2 separate regions of the Mus musculus genome follow, and region 1 is linked to region 2. Evidence: chromatin contacts called from public HiChIP or PLAC-seq data. All regions are on one chromosome and are shown on one strand. The core of a region is the stretch at or near the end of the contact, and the rest is flanking DNA. Distances in the headings are between cores, read along the strand shown. Region 1 has its middle 27 kb from the start of Utrn. Region 2 overlaps Utrn (utrophin).

Region 1 (3,866 bases), core at 561-3,060, 190 kb after region 2:
CCTGTAAGCACATCTCTCAGGTGATTCTAGAAAGTGTCAGGCTGTCAAGCTCACTGTTGAAGTTAACCACTCAGTCTCAGAAGAAACTACCTGATCATAGTCAATGTATTCCCCCAGCACAGGGCACACTGAAGAATAGTGTGGTCTGGCCTGGAGGTGTGGGTGGGAATGTCAACCTAGCCTTAGGAAGCATCCCTGGTTACCTTTCACCAACCATCCCCACATCCTTATTCTTCTCCCTCATATCACTGTGGGATTTTCCCCATGCCCCCGTGGATTGCAAACCTTAATTCTTTCTCCTGTTTATTTCCTTTATTTTTTTTTAATTTTTTATTTTTTATTTAGACTTCTATACCAGCATTAAACACTTGATATATTCACCAAATACTTGTCAGGAGAGAGGAACACAAACAAGTGGAGGAGTAAGGGGATGTGGTCGGGTCAGCTGAAGAAGTGACTAGGAGCCAGGATCTGGAGGGGCTCTGGACCTGACAGATTCCTTCTGGGACAAACCTCCAAAGGTTGGTTGTTAATGGAAAAATATCCTGGAGGTATGCATAAAGTATGGAGTTGTGCCTTCAGGCAGATTTAAACAATACTCTAGCCCCTGCCTGCCTCCCAACATTACCCCAACCCTGAGAGGAACGGCACTACCTTCATCAGGACTTAAGTCTGAAAAGCCTATCCTGCCTCTGGCCTTCATGTCTTCCAATGCTACCCACTGCCCTGCTTCAATGAACAGAGAATCTTCCTTATTTTGAAGATTTATTTTCATTGCTTTTACATATTTGTATGTATCTTAGTTAACTTTCTATTGCTATGACAAAATGCCATGACCAAGGCAACTTATAAAAGAAAGTGGTTAACTTGGAGTTCACTGTTCTAGAGGGTTTGACTGTAACTATCATGGTAGGGAACACAGTCCTGGGGCAAGAACTGAGAGCTTACATTTGATCCAAAAGCATGAGGCAGAGAGAGCTAACTGGGAATGGCTTTTGAAAACTCAAAGCCTGGCCCTTAGTAACATACCTCTTCCAACAAGGTGACACTTAACCCTCCCTAAACAGTTCCAACAACTGGGGACCAAGCATTCAAAGTTAAGAACCTAGGACGGCCATTCTTATTCAAGCACTCAAGCTGGAGCTCAGGCTGCAGGCACACAAACACTAGGAACTGAACTCAGATCCTCTGGAAGTGCAGCAAGCACTCTTACCTACTGGGCCAGCTTCCAAGCCAAGGGCTAACAGTGGTTTGAAGTAATGAGAATTCTTGAACAATATCTAGGCCATACACTGCCTCCCCTGCCCTTCTCTGCTTGATCTCAGTAGCTACAGCATAGCCTCAGTCATGGGAGGCCCTGAAAACTTCAGACAAGGAGACTTTTAAACGTTGGTTATTCTGGGACATTCCAGCCTGAAGCCAAAACTTATCACCCACCCAAGAAAGGAACTCAAATGTCCCACAGCAGGGGCTTAAAAACCTCTATAATTAGAGAGAGAGAGAGAGAGAGAGAGAGAGAGAGAGAGAGAGAGAGAGAGAGATGGAAAAAGCATACATAAACTCTGAAGGATAATCTGTCCATTCAGGAAAATTTCAAGCGTGCTCGTGGAAACATCTTTAGGATACAGACAGCAGATGAAAGGGCACAGTGGGAGTAAGCCTAAAGATTTTTAATGAATCAGGACTCGCGGGCATCAGAGTTAGCCTTAGAAGGCTTGTGGGTGTGGCTTCAGTAAGCACCGGACCGCAGGCGCACACACCCCACGTTTCCTGAGTCAGACTTTCCAGTGAGTGGGTTGAAATGACATCTTGGGTTTCACTTGGTGGCTTGGGAGTTCGCTGTAACATAACAGCTACCTCTCAGTGCTGTTTGTACACCTTATCAAGTGCCCCACAAGAGAATTTTCTAGAACGTGCAGAGGATGCTTCACTCAGTCTACGAGTTCTCGGGACTATCTTTGAAAAGCAACTAACTACCTCAAACGGAATGCTTGGTTTTTGGAAACTTGAAGCCGTTTAATTGACTGAGAGAGAACACTTGTAATGGTTGGTAATTTTAAGTCTCTGATATTCTTGCATATTCACCCCACCACCACCTTTGCCATTTTTGCCTGGGCAGGAAAAAGCCCAGGGCTAAGTGCCTTAATTTACCCCTTGGGCGCCATTCTCCATGGGTGTGAGTTATGAAAGGGTTAAAAGGCAGTGGTGGCACCCATGCCCCAACTGTGGGCCTCGCATATGTGTGAATAGATGTTGTAGCTGTACATAGGCATGGTGTAATGCCTTAAAAATTGACTGGGAGGATCAGACAGATGGTTTAGCCGGTAAAGGTGCTTGCCACCAAGCCTAACGACCAGAGTTCGATCCCCATGACCCACAGAGAGAAAAAGATCCCACCCTCATTCTCAACACGAGATTGTCTTCGCACCTATACCCTTGTGCCATAGCACACTTACCTCCTGAACAAAGAAGTAACCGCGATTTTAAAATTAAAAAACAATGTCTGTCAGGCATGGCGGTGCCTGCCTTAATCCTAGTGGTCAGCAGGTAGAAGCAGAGAGAACCCTGTGAGTTTCAAGGGCAGCCTAGTTTACATAGCAAGTTCTAGGATAGCCAAAGCTACAGAGATCTGGTTTCTGTCAGCAGCAGCATCAACAATAGCAACAATTTAAGAAGATAGTTTTCCTTTTAACTCAGTTGCAGTCCTTCTGGGACTTTTTTTTTTTTTTTAAAGATTTATTTATTTATTATTATATGTAAGTACATTCAGACACTCCAGAAGAGGGCATCAGATCTCATTATGGATGGTTGTGAGCCACCATGTGGTTGCTGGGATTTGATCTTAACTGCTGAGCCATCTCACCAGCCCCTTCTGGGACTTTCTTATAAAATAAGTCCATTTGATGCTGTTATATCTTCAGCTACTTTTTTCCCTCTTGAGATAGGGTTTCACGTAGCCCAGGCTAGTCTCAAATTTCCCATGTAGCCAAGGATGCCTGGTTTCCACACCTGGAATGCTGGACTTGCTGTGGGCACCATCATAGTTAGTTAACGAGTTGGGAATCAAACCCAGGGCCTGATATATACTTAGTAGAGCATTCCATTTAGTAAGCTAAGCACCAGTTCCCAGGGGGAAATTGGAGAAGCTGTGGGGTTTTTTTCCTTTAGAGTTAAGAATACATTTATTAATATTGACCTCACACATGATAACTAAGTGCTCTACCACTGAATTCCCCTCACCCCCTTCTGTTTTTCTGAGACAGGTTATCTCTGTGTAGCCCTGGCTGTCCTGGAACTCACTCTGTAGACCAGGCTGGCCTCAAACTCAGAGATCTGCCCGCCTCTGCCTCCCAAGTGCTGGGATTAAAGGTGTGCGCCACCACTGTCCTACCGCTAAACCTTAACGTCCTCTCCTTTTTTGTTTTTCTTAGTGTGTGTGGAAGTGAGTGTTGCCAAGATGGCTTTGAACTCATTCTGTAGCCAACACAAGTCTTCAGCTACCAGTTCTTCTGCCTCAGCCCCCTTATAACTGGGATGACAGGTCCATGCCACCAAATCCAGTCATTGCTGATTTTAAAATGTGAAAAAAAAAGTATAAAATTGTTGATTATTACACCGTGTCATTGGGTCATAACTGTGTCTTCTTTATTTATAAAGGTAGCATCGAGGTGTGTTCTTCAAGCTGGTAGAAGCAAGAACTGTAAATTAGGCAATGTTTATCTTGGGGTGGCTGTGGGGTGAGTAATATTTAAGAAGTGGATGAGTAATTTACAGACCATCAGATTCATCCATTTAAAGTATTCAGCTTAGTGGCTGTTACTAAATATACAGAGCCGTGAAAACATTTCCACAATCCAGTATTAGGA
Region 2 (4,457 bases), core at 187-2,686:
AGAGCATACAAAGAAGCCTAGCAACAGACACTAATTAAGAAAATACTACACTATATTTATTAATTATGCCTAATTAATAAATATGTGCTGCTTAAAGGATTAATAGCTATAATCAGTAGATACCACACTGAAATGTCCTCAAGGCAAGGCAAGTGTCATAAATGAATGTGTGGAACTCAGTTGAAAACAGAAAGAATAGGACAGTCCTGAGTCTCACTAAGCAAGCAGTAGTCTTCCTTAATTTTTATATATATATACACACACACATATATATACATATATATATATGTCTTTGTATATATACACACATATATAATTTATACAATATACTAATATAATAAATATATATAATTCATACAATATATTTTAATTTAAGATATTTAATATATCTTATATACTTAATATTAATATACATATTTTATATACCTAATATATCTTTATATATCTTTATATATTATATGTATATGTAGTATATAAATAAATAAAATAAGTAAATATATTATATATAAGATATATGTATCTTTATATATGTCTTTAATATATATTTAATATCTATCTTAAAACTATGAAAGAATATTGTTTGTATGTGTGTACATCACACACAGATATATGTATGTATATGTATATACATGTATATATATACACACAGACACATATATATATATATATATATATATATATATATATATACATATATATATATATATATATATATATATATATATATGCATGTGTCTGTGCATGTGTGCTTTAAGTGTGTTTTATGCTGTCCTGTAAAAATTGTAGAGCACTATTTTTTGGTTTTGATTTTGTGGTCAAGAGAAGCCAGTGACAGTGTGTCCCCTTCCTAAAGAAGGTGCCAAGCTCACCTCTTTGCTGAATTTCTCCAGTTGGGATTGGTAATCCACTAGTCTTGCCTGTACCCATGTCTTGACTCCAGTGACTGGACACCTCTGAAGGCTAGTCTCTACTTCCCTCATGTTCTTCAGAGATGACTCGATGGTTTCGATTTCATTAGCAAACGTCTGAATACAGGAGATAAGTCCATGTTAAGTGTACTCCCATGTAAGTGGACATCAGTATCACACCTATCTACCTGGATCCTGCAAATATTTCAAGGACATAGTGACTGGTATTCAGGATTCTCAGCTACTTAAGAGATGACTCACTTCAAGAAACTCATTTTGCCTAGCATTTAATACAGTCGCCCGCTAAAAATTAAATTAGAATTACTTGAATCTCAGTGGGAAGTATGACTTTTAATTAACTTAGAGTAGCGGTTCTCAACCTGTAGGCCTTTGGGGGTGGGGGGAGGGTCACATATCAGACAGCCTGCATACCAGATATTTACATTATGATTCATAACAGTAGCAGAATTACAGTCATGAAGTAGCAATGAAAATAACTTTATGGTTGGTGTTTGCCACACTCTGAGGGACTGTATTAAAGGCCACAGCATTCGGAAGGCTGAGAACCACTGCTCTAGAGAGACCTGGTGAGTCTCAAGTATAAATTGTGTTGCTAGCACATTTCATTTGCTAGATATGCTGCTCAGAAAGGTTCGTCATGTGCTACAATGGCAGCAGCATGCTTGTGATAATCATTACATTAAGATCACAATCTTAACAGAAGAAAACAGCTTCCAAAGAAATAAATTTGCTCTTGTTCTCATCACGAATCCTATAACCACAGACGGCAGTATAATATGAGCAATCTGTCTGTCCTTTATTAGCTACGAAGTAAAAATAAAAGCTTTACAATAAAAGACTCTTTATCTAGACTTCATAAGCCCTATTCTTACAATTTTAATAATGGCAAGTGACAAAGAGCGAGAAGAGAATGTTATTTATTCCAGTAGGATTGCCAGAGCGGAGGCACTCACAGCACATTGGTCAAGCTGGCTCTGCAGCGCAGCAGCGTCTCCTTGAGCAGCCTGTTCTTTCATGAGGAAGTCTTTGATGCCACTCACCCACTTCTCAATGACTTCTGAATCAGCCTAAATTGAACACAATAACAGAGGGGCATATTACTCAGTGACATACAACCCCAGGACATCTCAAGATCTACTGGGACCAAAGAAAGAGACAACTTCTCAAAACTCAATAACATCGTTTTCATTTGTTTCATTTCCTCTTTGAAGTCTCCCAACTTGGAAAATAAAGTCTTTAGTTTATCCTCAAGGAAATGTTTCCAAAAATGACACTGCGGTGGTCATCCACCAGTCTCAAGCCACTCTGGAATAAACTATTGTATCTAAATGCAAGCAATATTTAGGACTAAGATTCAAATTACAGGAAAAAAAATGCTACTCTAGTCATAGTCAAAGCATAAACAAAAATCTTTTGCTTTCAACTAACTTAGAGCAATTTTTTCTCGGAAGTTACTGGAACTAGGAGTAAGCACACAGCATCATGAAGGAACATGACACAGGACTCTCCAATCTTCCATGGGATACCTCCTTCTCTGAAAACAGAACTAGCCACTGTCTGGTTTATTTCAGTTCTTCTAACCACTCAAAGTTAATAAGTACAAAGAGAAGGCAAACGTTTTCTAGAAAGTAGGCTTGAGAGAGGAGATCGCAAAGGAATAGCTGTAGAGAAGTCAACTGCAGCCACACTTAAACTTCAGTACTAAAGCATTGGCTATTTTCCCCAAAGCCTCCTGTCCCTTCATTGGTTAGTCTGCCTTGCTAATTCCCCTAATGTTTCTCCGAGTCCCCTTCAGTTCTACTCTTGATCACGCCTAGAAATAGAAATAAACCTGAATGGTTAATTCGAAAGTGACCACCATGTGTCTCCCTAGTCCTGGGAAGGCTAAATATTCCTTCTTTTGTGACATTTACAGGGCAATATAGCCGGGTAATGCACAAACCATTCTGATCCATGTACTCTGGAGACAACAAAAAATATTTTATATTCCTATAATATACCAAACAAAACCAACTATTAATATTCTTATGAAGCTGGAATGAATCGTAAAGACATACAACTATGGCAAGTTACATCTATAAAATAGGTTATACCTATAAAATACCACCTAAAACCATTTTAGGTTTTTCTTATCGTGAATTTGTCCAATGATTCTTTTGGGTTAAACTTGTTTGTTCTTAAATATATCAGGAGCAACATGAAGACTAAAACCCCAGTGTTCTCAGTATTTACCTCAAAATAAGCTTCCCCTACCAAACATTGCTTAACATGGATAGAATAGCTATAGAACTTGATCATTATAAATACCAAATTTTGTTTTATTATGCTGACAACAGAAGTTTAAAAAATAGATCAGCAACAAGCCAACAGAATAATTAGAACTTTTAACCTTTCCACTTTCCTACCAACTTCTCTTCCTAACTTTCCTCTACTTGGAAAGTGGACATAGAAACACAATTTTCTATTGGGTACATGGTTTGGGTCCGCTTGGTTGGTTGGTTGGTTTCAATTGGGTTTCTTGCTTTTGAGTGTTAGGATTTGTAAGTGAAATCATGGCGCCCATTGTTTATAATTAATAAATGCTAATAAAAATAGAAGTGGGGCTGGAGGGATACCCCAGCAGACAGGAACAGTCACTACTCTTACAGAGAAGCAGGGTTCTGTTCTCAGCACCCCCAAGACAATGCATAACTGTCTTGAATTCCAACTCCAGAAGATCTAGCGCCCTCTTCTGGTCCCCATAGGTACCGCATGCCCATGTTACAAGTACAGATGTACAAGTTCACAGATAGGCACATAAGATTTAAAAATAAATCACTAAAAATAAAATCTTGTTCCATGAAACAAGCCTTTTAAAATTGCCTGCTTACCCCATTGCATTGTTAATCTCCATTCTGAACTCCTAAATAACATAGTATTTCTGAGGAACTAGGAAATCCATCAAAGCTAATTTTGAAAGAGGAAAACAGTTTCACAGCTAAGATTTTTCAGTAACACATAGAGGTGCCTCATACCCCAAGAGGGCTAATAGTCACAGTCACCTCTGACTAAAATAGACAGCTTTAACCCATCACTGGGGAATGAGAGGAAGTTTTAGGGGCTCAGTCACCTCTTCCTCGCCTCAGACAACCCCAGACACCGGTGAGGGCACACAGCCCAGGAACACCCGTTCCTTCTTGCTCTCAGTTTCACTGAGGAAAAAAAAAAGAAAGGAGAATGTAGCAGACACACACACACACAAGCCACAGAAATATCAGAGACGGAGCAACAAACAGGCATTCTGCTTCTCACTACAGAAAATCTGACATATAATCCCTGTACCCTATGATGGGGAGACGCCGAGCTCACCAGCTAACAGCATGGCTGTAAGAAACTAATTCTGTTTTGGCACCTCAGTTGCTCACCTGTAAAACCAGAATAACAACAATAACAACTGTGTTTAATTGTTCTGAAAAATCACAGACAGTGTTGGGACAGAGATCGCCACACGAATGCATGCAACATACACTTAGCACCCACGAAAGCATC

What was found. HiChIP or PLAC-seq counts read pairs in DNA pulled down with a chosen protein or histone mark.
Region 1: an HNF4G HiChIP or PLAC-seq map of pancreatic cancer cells shows a contact between it and region 2. The contact joins two enhancer-like sites. A contact is called at or near these places in 2 of 484 Hi-C or Micro-C datasets (the AML12 cell line and bone marrow-derived macrophages), 1 of 115 datasets of contacts at active chromatin or transcription factors (pancreatic cancer cells) and 3 of 9 other capture datasets (embryonic stem cells, liver and pancreatic islet).

The regions. Positions count from the first base shown.
Region 1 is chr10:12,886,776-12,890,641 of GRCm38.p6, forward strand. No RefSeq gene overlaps it. Among named protein-coding and RNA genes, the nearest start is that of Utrn, 27 kb to the left of the region's middle. Within about 2 kb of position 1,811, at least 58 of the 459 cell types and tissues checked have an H3K27ac peak or open chromatin away from gene starts, as enhancers often do. A contact at or near this core is called in pancreatic cancer cells, where this site is marked.
Region 2 is chr10:12,697,120-12,701,576 of GRCm38.p6, forward strand. Utrn (utrophin) reads right to left here. Exons shown (of 74, transcript NM_011682.4): 23 at 1,883-1,996; 24 at 870-1,025. Among named protein-coding and RNA genes, the nearest start is that of Utrn, 160 kb to the right of the region's middle. Within about 2 kb of position 1,437, at least 11 of the 459 cell types and tissues checked have an H3K27ac peak or open chromatin away from gene starts, as enhancers often do. A contact at or near this core is called in pancreatic cancer cells, where this site is marked.